3 separate regions of the Anser cygnoides genome follow, and all the other regions are linked to region 2. The links are chromatin contacts, called in public Hi-C maps. All regions are on one chromosome and are shown on one strand. The core of a region is the stretch at or near the end of the contact, and the rest is flanking DNA. Distances in the headings are between cores, read along the strand shown.

Region 1 (3,576 bases), core at 800-3,299, 130 kb before region 2:
TGGGGGATGCTGGTGACAGGTGCGGGCAGGGCAATGTCCCCTTGTCCCTTTGGCACAGTGTGCGCACCACGCCTGGGGCTAATACAAGACCTAAACTGTTTGGGGGAACCGCTCTTCGTGAGGCACCTCTGGCTTCTCACAGCTGCAGTGTTTGTGGTTTCTAGTTGCTCCCAACTTAGGACCTCTTAGCAATGAAACTGCTGTTTGTTCTGTGTTGGAAAATACCAACTCACAAAGCCCCACTTTTTTTCCTGGAAATATCTTAGGCTGGGAAAATCTGCCTGGGATTCAGCTCAGCTGCCAGGCTGCCCCACGCGTGGACGTGGGATTCCCAAGGCTGCGGGTCTGGTGGGCAGCACTTGGCAACCAGCCCCATGCTGTCTTCTCTGCAAAGCCCCAGCTCCCACCACCATTGAAAGCAGCCAGCTGGGTCCATCTCTGACTGGGGACACTGGGAAGTGCTGGGAAAACAGGTCTAGGCAGAAGGTGCTCTAAGCAGTGACGCTGACTGTCAGCTGCTTGTCACACAGCCCTGGAAGCATCTGGAGAGTTCCCTGTTCAAAGGAAATGCAGAAAAGTTTCGTTTTCAGCCCAGTTCAGATGAAAATCAAATTTCAACTACCCCAAATATTCATTTTCTTGGAAATCACACTTTCTGATCAAGTTTCATTTTCTTTTCTCAGTTTGTCTCTTCAGTGGTCAGCAAATACAACTCTCCTCATGGCTGCCCCAAATAAAGAAGCTGCCCATAAATGGGGACCATCTGGATTTCTGAGCAGGTGAAATGTAAAGATAAGTTCAGGCTTCTATAAGCAAGGAACAAAATATTTGCATAAATCCTCTTCCTCTGCACCTGTGTTATTTCTGCCCTGAATGATGAAACATTGCCCTGTTGGTACCATAACAATCAGAATGGCCAGAGCTACTCAGGACTCTGAACCATTGTGACAGCACTGGCAGATCAGCAGGACAGGCTCTCAGAAAACAAGCAATGGAGTTTTTCAATATGTATGTTTATTTCTTTGTATCTTTTGCAGCATTTCTCCACTATGAGGACAGAGCTGTTAATCTTACTAAATCTTAAAACCTCAAAAAGGGAATATAAATCCTACCAACTACCTACTCCTGTGCAAAAAAAAAAACATTGCAAAAGCATGGGGCATTTAGTAATGGCATGGTTTTCCTTCATATGTTATTAAAGCTCTGGGCCAAAATGATTTTCAAAATCACATAGCAAACAAGTATATAACAAGAGAAGGAGAACAACTCAGATTAAATCCACTTTCTCCAGGGCCACACAGCTGCTTGCAACTACAGAATAGCTGCTGTAATCCATGATTTGGGGAACTGTTATTTAATTATGTGTTACATTATTTTATTATTTATCAGGCCGCAGATCGGTGGAGGCACACTCAGTTGTGAACTTCAGGAGTGGGCTTAGTGTTGCCCTCAGTTTTTCTGCCTGCACTTGGTTTGCAGCAGCAGCTGCTCTGCCTGGTCTGCTGCTTCTTCCTTAACAGCTTTCAACTTTTGTCCTCGTGCCCTTTGCCTCCCTTCTCCAGAGCTATGTAAGGGATGAGAGTGCTAAATCAGCATTTTCAGATGCACAAAATAACATTAGTGATAGAACAGGGCACTGGGATCAAGAAAAAAAAATAAAGAAAAGAAAAAACAAAAACAGTAAGCATGACACTGTTAGAGTGCAGAAACTCTGTGTTTCAGCTCAGCTGTCAGTGCACAACAAACTTCTACTTTCAAAGCAGATGGAAAATGTCCCTGTACAACTCATCTACAAAGATATTAACATGATGCTTCACCTCCTGAAGACCCTGTTTCTCTGGTCCTGAGTTGCCCCTGTCCCAGAAATATGAGAAACCAAGTACAAGAGGAACAATAGGGAAGAAAATACTCCGCTTTAGCTGCTGCACAGCATGTTCCTGGCCAGCCTTGTAGATTGCCAACAAAATATGAATTAAGTACATTTACTGCTATTCCTGCAGCTGAGCAGAGGAGCTGGCAAGCAGGTCCATCTGCTGCTATGCTCCCCTGCCCATACCAATGCCAACAGACTTCTCAGAAATGAGCACTGCATCCAGGCAGAGAAACTGTGGGTGAGAAGAGGAGGCATTGGTACATGGGTCATCAGTGCATCATAGAATCATTTAGGCTGGAAAAGACATCTATGATCATCAAGTCCAACTCAAGTCCAACGTCAAGTCCATCAAGTCCAACCTAGCACTGCCAAGTCTACCACTAGACCAGGCCTCAAAGCACCACATTTACACATCTTTTGAGTACCTCCAGGGATGGTGACTCAACTATTTCCCTGGGCAGTCTGTTCCAATGCTTCACAGCCCTTTCAGTGAAGATCTTTTTTCCTAATATTCAACCTAAAAATCCCCTGGAACAACGTGAGGACGTTTCCTCTTGTCCTATTGCTTGCTGCTTGGGAGAAGAGACTAACCCCCCACCCCACTACAACCTCCTTTAAGGTAATTGTAAAGTACAGTAAGGTCTCCCCTGAGCCTCCTTTTCTCTAGACTAAATAACCCCAGTTTCCTCAGCTGCTTCTCGTAAGACTTATTCTCTAGATCCTTCACCAGCTTCGTTGCCCTTGTTTGGACATGCTCCAGCACCTCAATGTCCTTCTTGTAGTGAGGGGTCCAAAACTGAACACGGTATTTGAGGTATGGTCTCCCCAGAGCTGAGTACAGGGGACAATCATTTCACTAGTCCTGCTGACCACAATATTTATGATACAATCAGGATGCTCCTGGCCTTCGTGGTCACCTGAGCACACTGCTGGCTCATATTCAGCCAGCTATCCACCAATACACCCAGGTCCCTTTCCGCTGGTTTACCTTCCAGACACTCTTCCCCCCAGCTTGTAGCATTACATGGGGTTGTTGTGCCCCAAATGCAGGACCCGGCACTTGGCCTCATTGAACCTCATGCAGTTGGCCTCGGCCCATAAGTCCGGCCTATCCAGATTCCTCTGCAGAACCCTCCTACCCTCGAGCAGATCAACGCTCGCTCCTAACTTGGTGTTTGCAAAACTACAGGGTGCACTTGATCCCATTGTCCAGATCACTGATAAAGATCTCAAAGAGAACTGGCCCCAGTACTGAGCCCTGGGGGACACCACTAATGAGCGGCCTCCAACTGGATTTAAATCCATTCACCATGACTGGGCCCAGCCACCCAGCCAGTTTTTAACCCAACAAAGCGTACGCCAGTCCAAGCCATGAGCAGCCAGTTTCTTGAGGAGAATGCTGTGGGAAATGTTGTCAAAAGCTTTACTGAAGTCAAGTTAGACCACATCCACAGCCTTTCCCTCGTCCACTGAGCATGTCACCTTGCCGTAGAAGGTGATCAGGCTTGTCAAGCAGGACCTGCCTTTGATAAAGCCATGCTGACTGGGCCCAACCGCCTGGTTGCCCTGTAAATGCCACATGATGATGATGTGCTCCATAACGTTCCCCAGCACCGAGGTCAGACTGACAGGCCTGTAGTTCCCTGTATCCTCCTTCCAGCACTTCTTGTAGATGGGCATCACATTTGCTAGCTGCCAGTCAG
Region 2 (3,586 bases), core at 304-2,803:
GTGCTTTTGTACACTACTAGAAAGTGTCATGGCCTGTAGAGAGCACCAGTGTCACTGCAGGTCCATGGTAAAATAATTTGTCTAACATGGGTCTGTGGACAAGCATGTGTGTTCCACTGGGACACAGCAATCAAAAGCTGCACTAACGAGGTAAAGACACTACTGCAGAAAGTTATATGAGCAAATCTCTGCCTGTAACATTCGTGTGCTGGTAGCTCTGCTCAGACAATATTGGTGCATCCCTGCCAGGAGGACACCGCTGGCAGAGTAATCAACGCACCTAGTCGATGCCGCTAAGTAACTGACCTCAGTCACCTGGGCTGGTAAGGCTGCACCGTGTGGTAGCACCCCATTGCTGACCGCACAGCCAGAGCTGCCATCAAGCAAGGGTCCTTCTCACAGGAGCCGGCACCCTCCTGCACCAGGGTGCACACACTCACAGGGGCCAGTGTGCTGCAGCCCTCCACATGTGCATGCACATCCTTCGACACGAACAAGAAACACAGCACGGCCACCAAAATGGGTCCCTGCACCCCCAGCCAGCCACGCGATCAGGTAGAAAGTCTTTGTCAGAGGGACGCTGGGGAAGAGGAAAGCACTGGTGGGGTGACTCCCTCCTGAGAGCTGATCTTACACGGCTGGCGATATTAAAGGCAAACAATGTCCCTGCCCAGGAGACAGGTGAGGACTATGTCAAATGCAAGAGAACGCAATGCAAGCAAATGCAGTTCAAAATTAATGCTTCACGTGAGTGCACCACCATGCCCTGCACGCACGGGCTGGGAACAGAAATGAGCCGCCTGAGGCCCCACAGCCACCCCAGGCCCAGTCCTTACCCCAAAGCACATGAGCCCCGCACTGAACGGGGATGACCCACGTTTTCTGCAGCCTGCGGCGCCTGGAGGAACTGTGGCACCTGTACGACGCTGAGGGCTCCCCAGTCCCACCCACGGGGACTCCGTTGTTCCGCGCTCCCACCCCACCACTCCACAACCTCTGCCCTTGGTATCGACACGCGACACCAGGATGGCGCACGCACCGCCTGTGCGGGCTGTAACACCAGGCAGCGCGGCTGGATCACGGCATCCTGCTCAGGGCAGAGCCGGCCTTAAGGCCCCCTCAAGGCCTAGGAATGCCCAGCAGAGCACCTGCAGGACGCTGGGCGCCGCTGGGCTGCCGGCCCTGGAGCCCACCCACCCTTCTCCTCCCCGACCTGCCCGAGGAGCCAGCGCCTCGGATCCGAAGGGGGGGCACCCGAGCAGCGGGGACGTGCCACCTCCGGTGCCCTGCACGCCGGAGGCACCCGGCCCCCTCCTCCCTCCCTCCAGTCGCGCCACGTCGCGATCCCGGGGCGCTCCGAGCGCGGCTCGCGGAGCCCGCGGATCCCCACGGCAGCCGCACCGCGGCCGCCCGCTGCCCTCCCGCCCCGTCAGGGGCCGGGCGGCCGCGGGCCGCGCTCCAATGGGTGGCGGGGGGCCGGGCCCGGCGGCCCGCCCCTGCCCGCGCCTCCATAAGAGCGGAGCGCGGCGCCCCGCGCCCGGCGAGCCGAGGCGGCCGAGCGGGCGCTGGGGGAGCGCCGAGGCCGCGCGGCCCCGGGGCGGTGCGGTGCGGTGCGGTGCGGAGCCGCGCGGGCAGAGCCCGGCTCCCCGGGGCGGCGGCGGGGGGGCCGCAGCTCGCCTCGCCTCGCCGGGACGGGGCGGCGCTGTGCCCGCCGGGCGGCCGGGGCGAAGGCGGGGGTTGCTCCGGGATCCTCGGTAAGAAGTCGCCTGGGACGGGAGCGGGGAGCGGCGCCGCCCGCGGGAGCCTCGCCCGGAGCCGCGCGTCGCCTGGCGGGGGCCCGGAGCCATGGCTGAGCACGCGATGATGTCCGTGAGCCACGGCGGCGCCGGGCTGCAGAGCTACCGGATGGGCGTGAGCGGGCTGCAGGGGCCGCCGCAGCACGGGCAGCACGTGCTGAGGACGCTGCCCGCCGCCGGCCAGATGGTGCCGTACGGAGGGGCCGCGATGGATGGCGCCATGAGGCCGAGAGCCACCCTCGGCGGACAGATGAGCCACCACCAGATGCAGAACGCGATGATGTTCAGTGGCCCGAGCCAGCAGCAGCAGTACATGGGGCCGGTGGGCACCCAGCAGCTCATGGCTAGCATGCACCTACAGAAACTCAACACCCAGTACCAGGGTCACCCGCTGGGTATGAGCAACGGGCCCATGGGAGCTGGTGCGCAGCAGTACAGAGTGGGGCCAAGCCAGCACCCGGGCATGCAGCACGTGCCCTCACCGGCGCTGACCTTGAATGTTATGGACACTGATCTCATAGACGAGGAGGTTTTGACATCCCTTGTCCTGGAACTGGGGTTGGACCGGATTCAGGAGCTGCCAGAGCTGTTCTTGGGACAAAACGAGTTCGACTTCATTTCAGACTTTGTTAGCAAACAGCAACCCAGTGCCATCAGCTGTTGAGGGGTTTTGAGCTCCTCCTTGTGTCTTAGTGGTTTTGAGTTTGTTTATAACTTCCTTCTCCACCTGCCATCCTCCTCCCTTCCCATGCCTTGCCCTGTCCTGGATTCCTGACCTCCCCAAAGAGACAATCATCGGACACTGGCTTGCAATGGATTGCTTTTCTCTTCTGTGTGGTTTTTCATTTGGGAGTTCCTGGGGAGGGGGTGTGTACCCCGAACAGAACAGATCAAGAGCTCTTGCTGTAGAGCTGCCTCTAAATGGCATTAACAGGATTTCTGGCTTAGTAGAAATAATGAACTTACGACTTTCCACAACTAGGCTTTGAGCACAGGAAGTGATGGGCAGCTGGCAACCCTGCTGGTACCTGGATTTGCTGGGGGATTCTCTGGTGCCAGCAAAGTTAAAGGACCCCTGAGAGAGGATTGTCTCCCTGCCTGGTGCATGGTTTGAAACAGTTTCCCCTTGCAGACATGGGTGGGGCTAGATATTTCTTGGGACTTCTTACTGTGACAGTAAAAAGGTCTTCAGTCTTGTCTGTTCAGCTCAGAAAGGGGGCACTTCCCTTCCAGCAAGCTTTTTTTCCGTACTGGCTGAGAAAAATAAACTATGCCTTGGGGAAGGGTGTGCGTAGGTGCCTGAATGTTCATTTCTGTGAAACTTCAGATCTCTGACCCATACAGCTAATCAACTGTAAAATTTACTGAGCGTTTGGGCTGATTTAGGCATAAGGCTTAAAGCTGCAGTCTAGCTCCACTTTTTTTCCACCTCTGAAACCAAATAAAGACCATGCAACTGTATATTCCAGATCTAATCTTATTTATTTTTCCTATGATTATTTATTTGCAAAGGGCTCCTTTTGTTATTTGGCTTTGGGACTGCTGGGAATGATGCATGGAGAGTACTGCAGCTTTAAGATGCTGGCTTCAAAAAAAGAAAGCCTGGGATAGTTTTCAAGCTGCTCTTCAGGCAGTCGCTTCAACGCAAGGTCTTTATGCTGAACACACTGGGCTGTGTAAATCCAACACCCTTCTGAATGTGATAAAGATGACTTGATTCCTAATTCCCTTACTCAGAAAAGGTTAAATGTAAGAGCTAGTGGGGTTTTGTTTCCTCTGCTGTCTCTTGT
Region 3 (3,634 bases), core at 913-3,412, 220 kb before region 2:
TACATGTCTTTAAAGACGCATGCGTTTTTGAAGTGGCTATTCTTGGCTGCGATTTTCAAGAGAGGTGCTTTGGCAGGAAATGTAATCCTGCTTCAATTTAAACATATGTAAACAATGTTCCTTTTTAAGATGGAAGCTTCCAGTAAATACAGTTCTATGCACTAAGCAGAAAGTTAGCCTGTTTTAAACCGCCTATAAAAATCTTTATCCAAAGCAGCTGTCGAGGATGCTTAAAAAGAGAAGACTGATCTAATCCTCAAATACCCTTCGGGTCTTCTAAAGACATGACAGTATTATTTAAATGAGTTATCAACAACAGTAACAGTCTTAACGAGCTACCAAATAATCCACAGATATATTGGTCTGAAGTCTGTTCACATTTAGGATTGGCTGTTAGAAAGTTGGATCCAAGCCCAGGATATCGGTCATACAACAGGCAGTACGCTCCTGAGCACTGTACGGTTTCGAGGGGGATTACAGGTAAACTTTGGCACGCACCCCAAAATTTACACCAGCGTGCCTTCTCAAATCAAAAACGTCACAAAGACAGCATAGATCAGAAAAAAAGACCCCAAATTACGATGGAATTCAAAAGCATCCGACCAGTACAGAAATATGGAATATAGATCTAAGCACCAGAAACAAAGCTTCACATCACCTTGGACTGTTTTGCCGAGATAGTCTCCCTTCCTCTCCTTGTTGATGACATACTGGTAAATCTTCCCAGTAGTCAGATTGTTGTCTTTGGTGAGTCGGATATCAAGGAAGCGCTCGTAGTTACCAAGGTCCAGGTCCACCTCCCCTCCGTCATCTAGCACAAACACCTCGCCTGCAGGACACAGAAAGGCACACGCACACACATCACAGAGATATGGTCTGCATCAGCAACTTGCTGGTTTTGCATGTGACAGCTAAAGAATTCAACACAGGGTAACACCTTCTTTGGTTGCTACAGCAAATTCAGGAGCAGCTCATAAAACTAGAAGCCTTGCCCAACAAAGAAGACTAACGCACTGACGGCTGAACCCCTCCACCAGGCACCAGCTTCATTTGCAGCGATAAAAGACCAGAGTCCAAAGCCCCCGAGAGCCCATCCTTGCTGCAGGCTGCCTCGTGGCACAGGCTCCGCTGGCAGGTCCCAGCCGCAGGAGCAGCCGCAGGAGCTGGCACCTTCCCACCAGCCCCGGGAGCCACCCGAAGACCCGGGCGCTGCTCGGGGGCCGCTCACCGTGCTCGTAGGGGGAGAAGGTGCCCGCGTCGATGTTGATGTAGGGGTCGATCTTGATGGAGGTGACGTGCAGCCCGCTGGACTTGAGAATGGTGCCGATGCTGCTGGCGATGATCCCCTTGCCGATGCCCGAGATCACGCCGCCCGTCACCAGGATGTACTTCATCTGCCCGCCGGCCTGCGACGCCTCACAGCCTCAGCGGGGTCCGCACGGCCGTGGCACCCGGTGAGGCAGCGCCAGCGCCGCTCAGAGACCCCGGCCTTGTGCCCGCACCGCCTGCAGCCCCCCCCATCACCCCCATCCCGTCACCCCCGGTCCCGTCACCTCCTATCCTGTCACCTCCCACCCTGTCACCCCCACCCTGTCACCCGCCCATCCCATCACCCGCATCCTGTCACCTCCCATCCTGTCAGCCCCCCATCCCATCACTCCCATCCCGTCATCCTCAGTCCTATCACCCCCATCCTGTCACCCCGTCACCCCCCGTGCTATCACCCCCATCCCGTCACCCCGTCAGCCCCCGTCCCCCACGACCCTCCCCCCCCGCTGTCCCTCAGGCCCCCCCCACCCTCCCCGTTCCCGCCGCAGGGCGCGGCCCCCCCCGCCCGCCATCCGGCCTCCCCCCCCCCCCCCCCCCCCCCCCCCCCCCCCCGCGTGGTCCCGCCCGCCCTTCACCGCTCCCCCCCCCCCCCCCCCCGCGCCTGCCCGCGTGGTCCCGCCCGCGCGCCCCCTCCGCACCCCGCCGCCCCTCACCTGTTCCCGCCGGGCCCTCGCGGCGGCAGCAGCAGGAGCGGCAGCAGCAGCGGCGGCGCGCGGAGGGCGCGTGGCGGGGCGGGGGGAGCAGAGCGGAGCGGGCGGGGGTGCGCGCGCGCGCCGAGCCGCTGCCAGCCGGCGAGGTGCTGAGGCGCATGAGGCCGGCGCGCGGCGGGGCGCAAGCGCGGGCCTCCCTCGGGCGCCTGCGCAGTGTGGCGGGGGAGGGGGGGGTGAGGGGAGCCGCGCTTCAGCCCTGACGGGGCGGGGCCCGGTAACGGCCGCCCCGCTGGAGGGCCGGGCCCTCAGTCACAGGGCCGTTAACGTGGGTGAGGGCGCAGGGAGCGCCCGGTCTAAGTGCCCCCTGCCACCGGCACCGCCAGGAAGCTGTGTCCCTAAGCACGTCCCCTGACGCCGAACCGTTGTCCCGTCCCGTCCCGCCCCGGTCGGCGTCGCCCAGCGCTGCTGCGGGTCCCGGCCCCGCCTCTCCTGAGGGAGACCGGGGAACTGAGGGGGCTGGGGGCCCGGCACCCGCAGGCTGGGTGCTAAGAACTGCTCGGCACTCACTGGAGAAGCAGAAAAGAACTCGCGAGGCCGAAAGAGTTGGTGCAGCTGCCTTCTGCAGCCAGAGCTGGAACCCCATCCACCCTGACCTCTCCCTCGGCGGCAGCAGAGGACTTTGCGGCAGAAGCCTGGACCTAGCAGAGACAGGCTGGACACTCGCTCCCTGTCCTTTCTGTCACCCCAGTACTCTGCCAGCTGCTCTGCCTGAGCTCAGAGGCAGCCCTGATCTGTCCCTAAGAGCCTGAGATAATACCTGGGGTGAGCCAAACCCTCTGAGTCACGTGAAATCAAATGCCCTTTACTTTTATTTTAAAACCTTGCTGTTTGTCCTCATTGCACATTTATAAAGTTCTTGTATGTATGTTTTTGACCGTGCCATGCAGTTTGAAAACTTCACAAAAAAAATGTAAAGCGGTTACCCCGGTGCAGCCTCCCAGGCAGGAAAGCATTGGCAGCACCCAGCCGTGCACCAGAATGAAGATTTACGCAGCATTAGCACACATACAGGAGGTGCACCTACTCCACCCCTTTGCTCTCCCCTGTGCTGTGCAGGGCACGCCGAAGCAACATCTGCAGAAAGCAGTAATGGACACAGACCCAGCTGGTTTATGTGGCACGAGCACGGCTATACGCTGCACACCACAAGAAGCGATCTGAAATGCCATGCAAGAACATTTCTAAGTGCTTCCATTGGAGGGGTGCACGAAGTCTGTTGGCAAGATGGAGCAGTTCACATGCTGATGAAGTGCTCTGCACATCTCTGAGTACCTGTGGAAACCATTCTTGTTTGTTTTTTAATGAAGAATGTTGTAAGCAGCAAAAGATCAAGACACGGGAGTGACTGCCATCTGCCCTTCTCCAGATGCGCCATCACTTCTTACCCTGTGGCTGCTGAAACTGTGATGAAACAGTTCCTACTGTGATCCAAACATCTACCAAAAGGCTTCAGTGGTGGCAGAGGCAGCTCTCTCAATAAAGGAGGTGCATACAACCTGAGTTATGACACTGCTCTTTCTTCTCCAGAGAAGACTGTAAAAATCCCATTTTTTTTAGTTTCTCTTGACCAGTTCCCATCAAGATGTGGACCAAAG

What was found. A called contact is a pair of places that touch in the nucleus more often than the background predicts.
Region 1: a contact with region 2 is called in a Hi-C map of liver, with 3 times the contacts expected there. The contact joins the enhancer-like site here to the promoter of CITED4 in region 2. A contact is called at or near these places in 2 of 7 Hi-C or Micro-C datasets (both in liver).
Region 3: a Hi-C map of liver shows a contact between it and region 2, with 2.0 times the contacts expected there. The contact joins the promoter of CTPS1 here to the promoter of CITED4 in region 2. A contact is called at or near these places in 2 of 7 Hi-C or Micro-C datasets (both in liver).

What each region holds. Positions count from the first base shown.
Region 1 is chr24:816,559-820,134 of Taihu_goose_T2T_genome, reverse strand. No RefSeq gene overlaps it. Among named protein-coding and RNA genes, the nearest start is that of CTPS1, 83 kb to the left of the region's middle. Within about 2 kb of position 2,049, at least 2 of the 3 cell types and tissues checked have open chromatin away from gene starts, as enhancers often do. A contact at or near this core is called in liver, where this site is marked.
Region 2 is chr24:681,439-685,024 of Taihu_goose_T2T_genome, reverse strand. It overlaps CITED4 (Cbp/p300 interacting transactivator with Glu/Asp rich carboxy-terminal domain 4), which reads left to right and starts at 1,553. Exons shown (of 1, transcript XM_013197656.3): 1 at 1,553-3,586. The coding sequence starts at 1,846. The coding sequence ends at 2,460.
Region 3 is chr24:899,652-903,285 of Taihu_goose_T2T_genome, reverse strand. CTPS1 (CTP synthase 1) reads right to left here and starts at 2,162. Exons shown (of 19, transcript XM_066982772.1): 1 at 1,983-2,162; 2 at 1,229-1,406; 3 at 659-829. The coding sequence starts at 1,394.